2 separate regions of the Gossypium hirsutum genome follow, and region 2 is linked to region 1. Evidence: chromatin contacts called from public Hi-C data. All regions are on one chromosome and are shown on one strand. The core of a region is the stretch at or near the end of the contact, and the rest is flanking DNA. Distances in the headings are between cores, read along the strand shown.

Evidence for each region. Hi-C and Micro-C count contacts between places; a contact is called where the count stands out from the background.
Region 2: a Hi-C map of leaf shows a contact between it and region 1, with 2.3 times the contacts expected there. The contact joins the promoter of LOC107896321 here to the promoter of LOC107896294 in region 1. A contact is called at or near these places in 3 of 34 Hi-C or Micro-C datasets (all in leaf).

What each region holds. Positions count from the first base shown.
Region 1 is chrA10:109,185,614-109,191,666 of Gossypium_hirsutum_v2.1, reverse strand. It overlaps LOC107896294 (40S ribosomal protein S15a-1), which reads left to right and starts at 2,022. Exons shown (of 4, transcript XM_016821436.2): 1 at 2,022-2,183; 2 at 3,117-3,270; 3 at 3,343-3,503; 4 at 3,590-3,841. The coding sequence starts at 3,138. The coding sequence ends at 3,688. It overlaps LOC107896295, which reads left to right. Exons shown (of 3, transcript XM_016821437.2): 1 at 1-258; 2 at 937-1,048; 3 at 1,191-1,578. The coding sequence ends at 1,447. LOC121207671 (protein TSS-like) reads right to left here. Exons shown (of 4, transcript XR_005902798.1): 3 at 5,419-5,916; 4 at 4,801-5,323.
Region 2 is chrA10:109,376,169-109,381,969 of Gossypium_hirsutum_v2.1, reverse strand. It overlaps LOC107896321 (OVARIAN TUMOR DOMAIN-containing deubiquitinating enzyme 4), which reads right to left and starts at 2,450. Exons shown (of 5, transcript XM_016821472.2): 1 at 1,776-2,450; 2 at 1,489-1,610; 3 at 1,290-1,330; 4 at 1,104-1,202; 5 at 1-407. The coding sequence starts at 2,301. The coding sequence ends at 236.

The sequences.
Region 1 (6,053 bases), core at 773-3,272:
TGGTTAAAGAAGTTCAATTATGAGTTTTTTCGTGGAAATGGGCATCTCCAGCATCTATCGGAGGATTGTTTCGAGTTGATGATTGATGCTTTTGAGAAGGCCAATTTTTGTAGTCCAGATGATCACTCAAATGATGTATCTGTTGCTGCTGCTCATTTGTGTGTTGATCTGGGTATTAAAGGAGTGGTGGAAGCTGTTCATGCTTACTGGTTGAAAAAAAAGGAGCAAAGACGGTCACCATTGCTTAGAGTCTTCCAGGTAATCTTTGTGGAGAATTTTTCTATGGACATAAATATAATTGTAGATTCATTTGGGAAACTGAACTCTCCTTCGATGTATTATATCATCATTGTACTATACTGTCATTTTGTAAATGAAGAAAATTCTAGCTTATGTCCCTAGTATGTGTATTTGTTTGTTGAAATTTTCAAGGAAGTTTAGCATGGAAAAGTGCCCTTCTTTTGAAAGGGTTTATTGTCCTATTTCTTGTTCTGATTCCCACAATTTGTCATGCAATGAGTTCATAGAATTGTATCTTATAGGTCAAATGATCTTTTGCTATAACAGTTGCATGCAATGATGCCATGCTATATTGACACAATTTAGAGGGAAGAAATAACAGATTGTGAATCAACCATATTTCAGATAGGATTAATACAAAGCACCTAAATATTCTTACTCTGAACTTTGTTTTATATTCTGTTTTCTATTTGTTGAGAATTTGGAATTTCTTTTCGGCTGCAATGGGAAGATATCGTTTAAGTGATTGGAAACGAAGTATTGTCATCAACTTATCATGCTATATACCATTTTGTTCCCTGGCATATCTTGAAATTTGAAATATGCATCCCTTCCGTCATTACTGTTCAGTCTCCTACCTCTTCTTTCTGGTGTTTTGGTAGATATATGATCAAAATGAATGTTGGATTGTAACAGGGTCATCAGGTCAAGAAGGCTCCCGTAGTTCCACAGCCTCTTCTACGTAAAAGGAGGTCATTTAAGCGTCAAGCTAGCCATGGGAGAGGCAAGCTACCGAGTTTGTTGCAAGGTATATTATATTGTCTGACCATAGCAGTCATGCTCAACTATACAGGCTCTGATCTGATTTTAACGTGTGAATGGTTTTTCATGTTTTGTGTGAATATGTAAGTGTTAATAGAACCTTGTTTCATGTTTTGTGGTATGTGCAGCCATGGCAGCCCAACATGATGCGGTGGAAGAAGAGATTGTGATGGTTAGAGTCGAAGAAGCTAGAGCTGCAGCAACCAGAGCGGTTGAATCGGCCATCCTGAAACGCCAACAGGCACAGATGCTACTTCAAAATGCGGATATGGCTACATACAAAGCCGTGATGGCACTTAGAATTGCTGAAGCCGCTAGCATTGGTGAATCCTCAGAAGGTGCAGTTGGTGAATTTTTTGTGGATGAGGTGCCGGTAATCAGCTAATATTTGATTTTGGCATCATCGGGAGGACAAGAGTAGTGTAATAATGTAAAGCTTTTTTTAATTGAATTGGAATGTACATTGTGTATTATTATAACTTAATATCATACCCAAAAAAGAAAAATTTTCGCCCAGATCTGAAAAAGGTGAGGAATTACAGGAAATTTTGAGCCCTCTGGTATGATCTTACTCTTTGGGGTTTGAACTAAGTTATTATTAATTTCTTAAAATATAATATTGATTTTAATTTAGCATTGATTGACTTCATATCATGACGTCCTTCCGGATTTCTTGGTGGCCAAGTTTATAAATGAGTTATACCTTTATATATTTTAATTATTACATTAATGTTAAATAGGTTTAAATTATACCCACTGGTTCAATTTTTTATGATTTTATAAATATTTCTCTTTTTTAATTTTAAATTAAAAAAAATTGTTAAATTAGGTCGTATTTATGTTTAAGTCTTCCTCGAATTATTTTCATATCAATATCATTAATATTATTAATAATCTTAAAAAATTTAAATTAAATCAAAATTATATATACACAGAAAAACAGTAGAATTGAGTGCTATATTTTGGGCCTTCGTATATCAAAGGCCGACGTAAATCCCAAGCCCATAAAACTGAAAATTAAATTTAAATCCGAAAACCTAGCACTCAGCCGAGCTCTCTGCCATTTTCATTGGGCACTCTTTCAAACTAACCAAAACGAGGCCGCCGGATTTTGGTTTCAGGTAAGCGACACTTTCACACTCTTTTCTTTCCATGATTTAAGATCTTGGGGCTGTTTTTTTATCCTCTTGAGTATCAGTTCTGTCATGGAATAAAGATAGCAAGATCTATTTTACCTATTCGATTAGGGTTTAGACCTTACTTATCTTCGTTTTTTTTTACGTCATTAATGTTTCAATCCTTTTACATAATATGGAACTGAAAGGATTTTGGGTTCTCTGGGCAAGTTAAGAATCTATTGTTTCGTTTGGTACAAAGTTTTTGGTGCCCTTAACCTATTTTACTTCGCTTGTTTCTAATACTACGTAAGCTTTTAGATTAGAAGATGGGTTTATTGGTTGGAACTAGACCCGTCAAACTTTCAATGCGGCTCGGGTTGGTTTTGGGTCGCGTTTTAAAACTCTTGGTTTATTTTGGGTGGATCATTTTAGGTTTAGGTAGTTTTGGGTTTTAAGATTCTCGGGATTTTGGGTCCGGTGAGGTCAATGTGGGTTCTGTTCACTTCAGGATAGGGTCATTTCTGTTTACTTAGGGTGAGTTTGGGGCCACGGTGCGGTACGGTGCGTTTAGTTTATTTTTTATCTCACGCTACAGTATCGCTACAGTATTTAATCTCACCGCCACCACTATTTTTATACTAACCGCAAGTAAACGCACCGCCCATCCGAACTCACCCTTAGTCAAATCATTTCGAGTTGGGTCGTTTTGGTTTAGGGTTGTTGCCCATTTTCCTCCACTTGCCTCTATCACTGTGTAAGTTTGGATTAGAAGATGGTTTGTCGGTTCTTCATTTGAATAAGATATTGGATCACTGGAAATACTGTTGTTATTATAGGAAAATGATGTTTAGAAGAATGATATGTTCAAGTTGTTTTACTGAGTTTCTAAAGACTAAAAGAAACTATAAATAATTGCTTCGTTTGATTCAAAATCAGCAGCAGCTTGTATTTAGAAGGATGGTGAGGGTCAGCATTTTGAATGATGCACTGAAGAGCATGTACAATGCAGAAAAGAGGGGCAAACGGCAGGTCATGATCAGGCCATCCTCAAAAGTGATCATCAAGTTCCTTTTGGTCATGCAGAAGCACGGTTTGTTTCAACATTCAATCTAATCTCTACCCTTATATTTGTTCCATCGATATGCTAACATTGGGATTGCAGGTTACATTGGAGAGTTTGAGTACGTTGATGATCACAGATCTGGTAAAATTGTAGTTGAACTGAACAGAAGGCTGAACAAGTGCGGGGTGATCAGTCCTCGCTTCGACGTAGGAGTGAAGGAGATCGAGGGTTGGACTGCCAGGCTGCTTCCATCAAGACAGGTTAGCCGAGAAACTAAACATCATAGTTTTATGCTTTCATAAGATTGTTTTACCCTATCCTACTGAGTTGTATACTGGATTTGCAGTTTGGGTACATAGTGCTGACAACATCAGCTGGAATAATGGACCATGAAGAAGCCAGAAGAAAGAATGTAGGTGGAAAAGTACTTGGGTTCTTCTATTGAGGGGATTTCTTTAGAATTAAAACTTTACGAATTATGTTTTTTTCCTTTAAACCTCTCAGTTAGCAATGCCTATTTTCTAAATTTTGGCACTCATCCTATATGTATTTTGCTTATGATGTTTGGAGATTTTGAATTGCTGAGTATTCATCCCAATATGAGACTCCAATAGCATTAGCATTGCTCTTTTCCCCCAAAAAATTCCCCCTTTTGTCTTACAATAATATGAGACTCCAGTTGTCTCATAGCATAGAAGGCACAGTTTCAAGTACTAAAAGGAGACGTTAAGAGTATAAGCTCGTGGGTTTTTGTTAACGATTGTCCTAATGATAATCTTAGTGGTTTCAATGCATTGAATTGAAGATACTACTTCAGACAGACTGTTTTAACTAACCTTAGTAATGCCTTTGAGATGCTTAACAAGTTCGGAGTCCGACGAAGGTTCATGAGAATGCTCTAAAACATCCCCACCAAAGAAAAAAGAGAAAAAAAAAGAATTAACGAAAAATGAAGTGAAATGATCGGAATAGAGAGAGAGAAGCTGAAAAGGATTATAGAGTGCAGAACATGGTATTGGTGGGTTGCTCTTGAAGCTGATCGACCGAATTACTAGTAGGGATTTCGGGTCGTAATGATGAACAATAAGAGAAAACAGAGCATTCCCAATCGCTAGCGAGAGTGACTGACAGTTTTCAAAGCCGCAACACTTGGAGGATTCATAGGAGATGAAGCCAGCCATAGCTGGAGAAGCAGAAAGAGAGGAAGTTGGAGAAGATTCAAGGGGTGAAGATGGCGGTTGACGGCAGAGAAACGATTGGAGAAGCATAATTGTCAGGGAGATCTTGGAGGCTGATGTTGGAAAAGAAGACGTCGATCGTGGTGGTTTCAACTGAAGAAGGATGGCGATGAAGAAAAAACCCCGAAGCTACGTGTTTAAATTTTGTTGGTTTTGGTTTAAAAACTAAAGCTGACATTGAAATTTAAATATTAGATTTAATTTTTTTAGAAATCCATGTCAGATTTTTGTTTGTCTGGGGTGATCAAAATGATCGAAATATGTAATGTAGGTGCTTAAATTGCAAGCTTCTTTTTTGGGTTGCCTAAAATGAAATTTTTTTATAGGTAAATTATACCAACAGTCACTCAACTTTAGGGTAGCTAATAAAATAGCTATTTAGGTTTCATTTCAATCATTTAACTTTTTAAAAATAATAAAACAGTCACTAACGTTATAAAAAAGTGACAAAACAGTCATTGACTAACAGTTTCTGTTACTGTCTTAACAGAATCGCCGATGTGGCAAGTTAATTAGCTGATGTGGCCAGTTAACTTGCCACGTTAGATGAAGAAATTGAAAAAAAAAACTCTAAAAAAACCCACCTAATAGAGAAGAAGAAGAAGAAGAAGAGCAGTCACTGAATCTAGGAAGCTGATGACCATAGTTGCTTTTTAATGAAATGCAGATGAGATAAACATTGACCTATTAACATTTAAAGCATTTGCCCCTCCTTCAGGTTGGTCTTCCATGTCAATTTCTTGAGGAATGGGATTCCCCTCCCAATTTACTTCAGTTGAAACTTTTACTACAGCTGTATAGCCACAATGTCTTACAATCACAACACCTAAAGTAGAAGTATCCTACAAGACCAAAACAAAAAGAAAAAGTAAATTTAGCAACGCATAGCCTTTTTCTCTGGTTCGTCGTAATCATCCAGCAAAAATTGTTCACTCACATGAACAGTTGCACTCTCATCAGCACTTATGCCTTTAAGTAAATTTCTCCAAACCAGCTCCTCCTATGGCATTCCTAGAACCTGACTCCCCTCATTTTTACAATCTAATTTCACACTTGCATCAGGAACATCTCTTGTCACCTTAATAATCAAATCTCCCACTTTTTCTTAATGCAAAATTGAAGCAGAAGGGCCATTTAAAGCATTTTGATTGATTTCAATGATGTTCTTGATTGCGGCAATTGCTTTAAAAACTAAAGTGTCAACAAATAAACTATGAAGTAGAAAAGCTTTCCTATCTCGTATTTGCCTCTCTTCTGCTGTTTTGCAAGGCATAGCTGCCAAAATTGCAAACCCTTCTGCCCATTGCCTATTGTTATGTTTACCATCTCTTCCTTGTCCACCTCCATTTCCTCCCCAATTTTCATCTTCCATCGGAAGTGGGGGAAAAACTGACGGATTATCCGCTATTGCGAGAGGAACAACCCATGTATTTGCCTGAAAACCATAAGGAAAGTTGCCAAACTGCAATTTTAAATACAAAAACGATAAGAAAATAAAACAAACGTGAGTTCCCAACCATATTCTTGTAATCCATATAAAAGATGCAGCAACTCAATGGAAGACTTTACATA
Region 2 (5,801 bases), core at 1,201-3,700, 190 kb before region 1:
AATAACTATAATGCTTCACCAATCTGAAGTATTGAATTGAGTTCTAAAAATCAAGAAACACTCTCAGAAACTACAAAATTGTATTGAGCTCATTGCAAAAGCCGAGGTAGGTGCAAACTAATTTATCAACCTCAGACTATTTCTTGGTTCAATGGAATTCCTCCATTTAAAATAAGATAAGCTTATTTCTTTTTATGCAATCATAATCATATAACAAGACCAAACTTCTATGTCTTTATTTGCTGGAAATTAGTTCCGGCAATGACTCCAGTATGTCATAGTGACCATACCCATGAAAAAGCACATTAATAGGATTCTCCTTCTCCTTCTGGTATTCTTCACCGTACTTTGCTATGTTTATTAAATTACCAGAGCTTCTATGAATCATGTAGACAGAAATTCGAGTCCTGTCAATCAAAATGGGGTGTCAAATACAGCAGTCAAGTAAAACATGAGGAAAAATAGATAGGAATTTAGAACATGGAATTCAAATTCCAAGTTTAGGCTTTGGTTAGAATACAATTTGAACAATGCATAAGAAAAGAACAGTTACTGTTTTGCTTTGACATCATTCCATAAGCCAGCAGCAGAGTTTCATGCATAAGGTATAGACTAACCCAAAAGCTCGAGCACTAATTATCAAACGGTGGTTTTAAACCTAGTTTCTTGACAAAATAGGCAAATTGAAATGCTTGTACCAATATGCAAAATAAATGAAAGCATCATCACACAAAAATGAAGTGATTTCAGTGTGGCAGGGGACCCTCAGTTATATCTTCTCGTGAAGATTCTAATTATGCGTTCTTTAAAAACTTAAATCACTAATATTTATGAGGCATTGACTTGGTTAGTAATTAGCACCTTAAGAAATAGCCTAAACTTTTCATCTGTTTGCAAAGATAAAAGCAAATCACCTGCAGTATTACATAGGATCGATCACAATATTATGTGCAACTCATAAGCCATGGAAACTTAAATTATTCATCATTTTGATAGGCTAATTGCAAGATTATAGTAAAATGAGGTAGGAAGTGAAGAGCTCCGACAAAAGGTGCATTACAAAACAATTCATAGTCAAATTTTTAAAAGAAATAGAAACTCACTTCAAAACATGAGAAGCCATCAATAATTCAGGCTCTCCACCCCAAACATAAGGCTGCTGAATTTCCTTTACATAAGCATCAAAATCTCCCTCAATATACCTGCAGTTATCATATCATATGAAGCCCTATGCTTATTAAAAATTCCATCAAAGTGAATGGCATTCCAATATAAAGACAAAGCTTTACCATTCTGTTTCTTCACGCCTCTTCAAAAGCTCATTCACAACCTACATGATTAAACATATAAAAAGGGAAAAACTCCTATTACCATTTGTAGATTCAGAAACGAAATTTTATACATAAAATAGTGTATCTTGATCAAATACTTAAAAAAATAAAAAATAAATAAATAAATAAATAAATAAATAAACCTCCTCGTAATTACCTGAGCTCTCAATTCATCAGCAAGTTCTCTTTGACGGTTTTCATCAGGAGCTTCTTCTCCAGACCTCAAACAAGCTCCATGAGCTATTGCTCTGAACAGACATCGTCCATCCGCTAAAATCCCTGCAGCATATCAAATATAAATTCAAATTCATTTTTTAATATTGAAAACTGAGTATCGCCCTGCGCTAAAATCCCTGTATATCAAATATACATTCAAATTCATTCATTTTTTATATTAAAAACTAATTGGCAGCAATTAAAATTAGTTAATTAATTACAACTAACCTGTAACCTTGAAATTATCAGCGGCAGGAACTGAAGACAAATGATTACTACTCTTTTCATCTGAATTTAAAGAAGCATCGGTTTTATTATCAGCATCGAGGTTAACGTCATCAAATTCATCCATCGGCATCGGCGCAAGACAAGCGCAGACTCCAAACAGAAGCCAAGCAGAATCCGGTCGAAGCCACCGAGCCGGTCTGGCATCCCACGACACATTCCAGGAACCTTCCCCTTTCCTCTCCACATTCTTCCACACATCTCCTCTATTCTTCACTCCTCTGTCTCCTCCGCATGGCAAAATCGCATGCCATATAGAAGCTGCACCACCCTCTGAGCCGCCACCAAGCCGACAAGCCGTTGAATGGTGCCGGCAGCGCCGATTATCGGCAGATAAATCGGCGAAATGTGAAGGCCAGTGCAATAAACGATTTTCGTGATGGTGAGCCGCTGAACCACCGTGGGCGATCAGAGATAGGGAGTTGAGGATCCAAGGCTTGGGAGGTCGTGTGCACAATACACCAAGCATCACCGGACTGATACTAACGAACGCCGATTAAGATACACTGTATAACCTACACACCATTTACATACATTTCAGCTCTCTATTTATATGTAAATAAAAAATTTTCCTGATTTTTTTGCCTTTTCACTTTGACGGCGAGATAGAGAAAAAGGAGAAAAGATACTGGGTCCACCACAAAAATAACAATAAAATATTTAATTTTTAGATTTTCAAATTTCTAAAATAGTAAATGACAAATATAACCATTTAAATATAAATCAGGTGTTTTATATAAGGGTATAAAAGTAAATTAATCAATTGGGTTATAGAAAACTGAAACAAAATACATGTTTTGTCAAACAAAATATTAGGGTCGCGTCACTTCATTCGCTGGAAAGTTAGGGAAATGATACAATAAGGTCTGGTGTTAAAGACTTTCCGTGGAACTGCAATTTCTCACCATACACGTGGGATATAATCAAGACTATTTTAGTAAATTACCCATTTTAAGAAATATAAGATATTTGGATAGGTTTCCTTAATGTGACCCATTATTTTATTTCACCTTTTTTATATATAATAGGTAGGTGAAAATGGTTTTTGCTTTCGACATTGGACTCCTCTTCTTCTTATTTAATAATTAAAATTTTGTTTTATTTAAATCAACTTATAAAATTAATTTAAGAATATTTTGGTAGGTTAACCCACTAAAATGCATTATTTTATTTCATCTTCTTATAATTGGAGGTAGGTGAGCCAAGCTATTTTTAAATCTTAAACTAAATTAAATATTTTTTTTGGGTTCTTTTTTATAATATTTAAGTTTTCATGTATTTATAAAGCATTTGATTAATTAAAATATTTGGGTTATAATTTTTAATACATTCTTTTTTTAAACTATTAAATTTTATTAAATAAAAAATAAATGTAAGTAAAACTAAATAGTTTTTTCATATATATATCCATACTAAAAATGATTTTATTAAGTAATTACATGTAAAATATTTTTAAAATTATATTATTGGACTTATATTTAATATTATTAAATTTGTATTATTAATTATTAATTATTTTGTATTTTGTAAAAATATTATAATATTTTCAAATATTATTTTTAAGACACTCCTTAACGAATACTATCAAATATTTAAAGAGAAAATATTTTACTTATTTATATTATTATTTACTACTAATTTATTGAATTTGTATATTATAACATACACTGAAATTAAAAAAATAGTTTTAATACTAATAAACGTTGCATGCAACAGTAATACACGTCATAATTTTAAGTGGAGACGTTGATTTGAACTTTAAAAGTAATATTATTAAAAGGGATAACCCCAAACATAAATTGTAAAGCAGATTTAGAAAATACCAAAAAAGAAAAATCCTTAATAGTGTAGACATGGGCCATTTGCTTAACACATGGTGACTTTTTCTTTTACTTCAGGAAATTTTTAGATTTATAATGTTATTTGGTACTCAAGTTTGATATTTTTTCTAATGTGGTTATTGTGTTATTTTTGGACCAATATGATATTTGTATTTGACAAAAATTATATATTTTTATACTCAAAAGTAACGGTATTAACTTTTTAGTATTTAATTTAGTTTTTAGGGCTGATTTGGTAAAAGTTAATTGCTAACTTTATTAGGTTTGAATTTTCATAATTTCTTGATGCATCCAAGTCAAGTCTCTCGTATAACTTGTACGGTCCCTAAACCCTAAACCCTAAACCCTAAACACCCTCATTATATTATGTGTTAATGGCACTAGGTCCGGCCACTACCATCCCATTGATTGAAAGGCCTGTTATTATTGTGACATCTTTTAAAGTGATTACCGCTTCTCCGCAAGGCAAATGAAAAGTAAAACTTTTTAACCTTCATATCTTAACTAAGGCAACAACCAATTCATGAATGATATTAAATTTGTCCATTTTAGATGCCCCATAACGATATCCTGCAAGCATCGTTGGATACAATCACTGGGAGCTGAGAACTTTATGTTCTATCAGTACAGAAGAGTTAGATCTACCTAAGGCTCCAAAATCACAAAAAAATAATTTTGAACCTAAAAAATTATGAAAAATATTTGTACAAAACTAATTATTATAAATAAATTAAACTAGATATTTTACCATATTCAAGACGTAATTGATTGATTAATTTATATGAAAATACTGCAAAAAAATATTTTAAAAAACTAGGCTAATTTTCTTAAAATTCATGGATCTACGATAATTTTGGAGAGAGAATGAAAAACGCATCCTACAGGGCACATTTTCACTGCCACATCAGTGAAAACGCGCCACGTAGGATGCGTTTTTAGGAGAGAGAACAAAAACGTGCCCGGTATTGATGTGGCAGTGGAAACAAGCCTTATAGGATGCATTTTCCTTTATCGATACTATATCAACAGTAACTTTTCCAACGACTAGTAGGACTCCGACAACCATAAAAATTCCGATATAAACCCCTCAAACATTCATTTTTTCCACCCAAATACTCCATACTCATTTTTTCTTCTTAAATTCTCAATCTTTCATTCTTCATTCTTCAATCCCCAATTTTCAATTTTCAATTTTCAATTTTCAATCTTCAAATTTCAATTTTCAATTTTAAATTTTCAATCCTCAAATATTTTTTTAAATTCTTTTTTTGAATTTTATTCTTTTCTTATAAAATTTTAAATGTCAAATCAACTTATTCGTTTGGATGACAAACATATCTCCAACGTTCAATTATAAATGGTAAGTAAATTTATTATATTTAAATAGTTAATTATTATGTTGTTTAGATTATTAATTTTTTATGTTTATATAGTTAGCCCGAAGATTGGGTTTTGGAGACGTGTATAAATAACTAAGGAAAAGATGCACCGGGGGTCGTTCATGGACACTTGCTAGATGCAGACTTTTTATACGCGGTTCGCATGCTTGGGGGGACTAAATTGGATCCCCCACTGATCAGTGCTTTAATCGAGAGATGGAGATCGGAGACGCAAACGTTCCATCTCTCCTGGGGCGAGTGTACAATTACACTCTAGGATGTCAGTTTACAACTCAGTCTACCAGTCGATGGGGATACCGTTACAGGGCCAATTATTAGTGCCGATTGGAGTGCAACATGCAAGGAATTGCCAAGGAATGTGCCAAACAAGTTTAAGGGTAGTCGGATCGAGATGAAATGGTCGGAGGATAACTTCTAAACTATCGATGCTTCAACGAGCGATGTCGGAAAAGAACAATTTTCGTGCGTATTCATCTTGAGGTTGAGCTGGGGTCTGCTAATGCCAGATAAATCTCACAATCTGATGCATTTGAGGTGGCTACTACTACTAGCCGACTTGAAGGAATCGAGACGACTTAGTTGGGGATTAGCGATGTTGGCGACATTATACCGAGAAATGTTTCGAGCCATGATATCGGATAAAGCCAAAATCGACGATTGCATGCTCCTTCTCTAATCATGGGTATGGTATCAACTATTATTTTTACACCCCCGAGTGGAACTCCCTT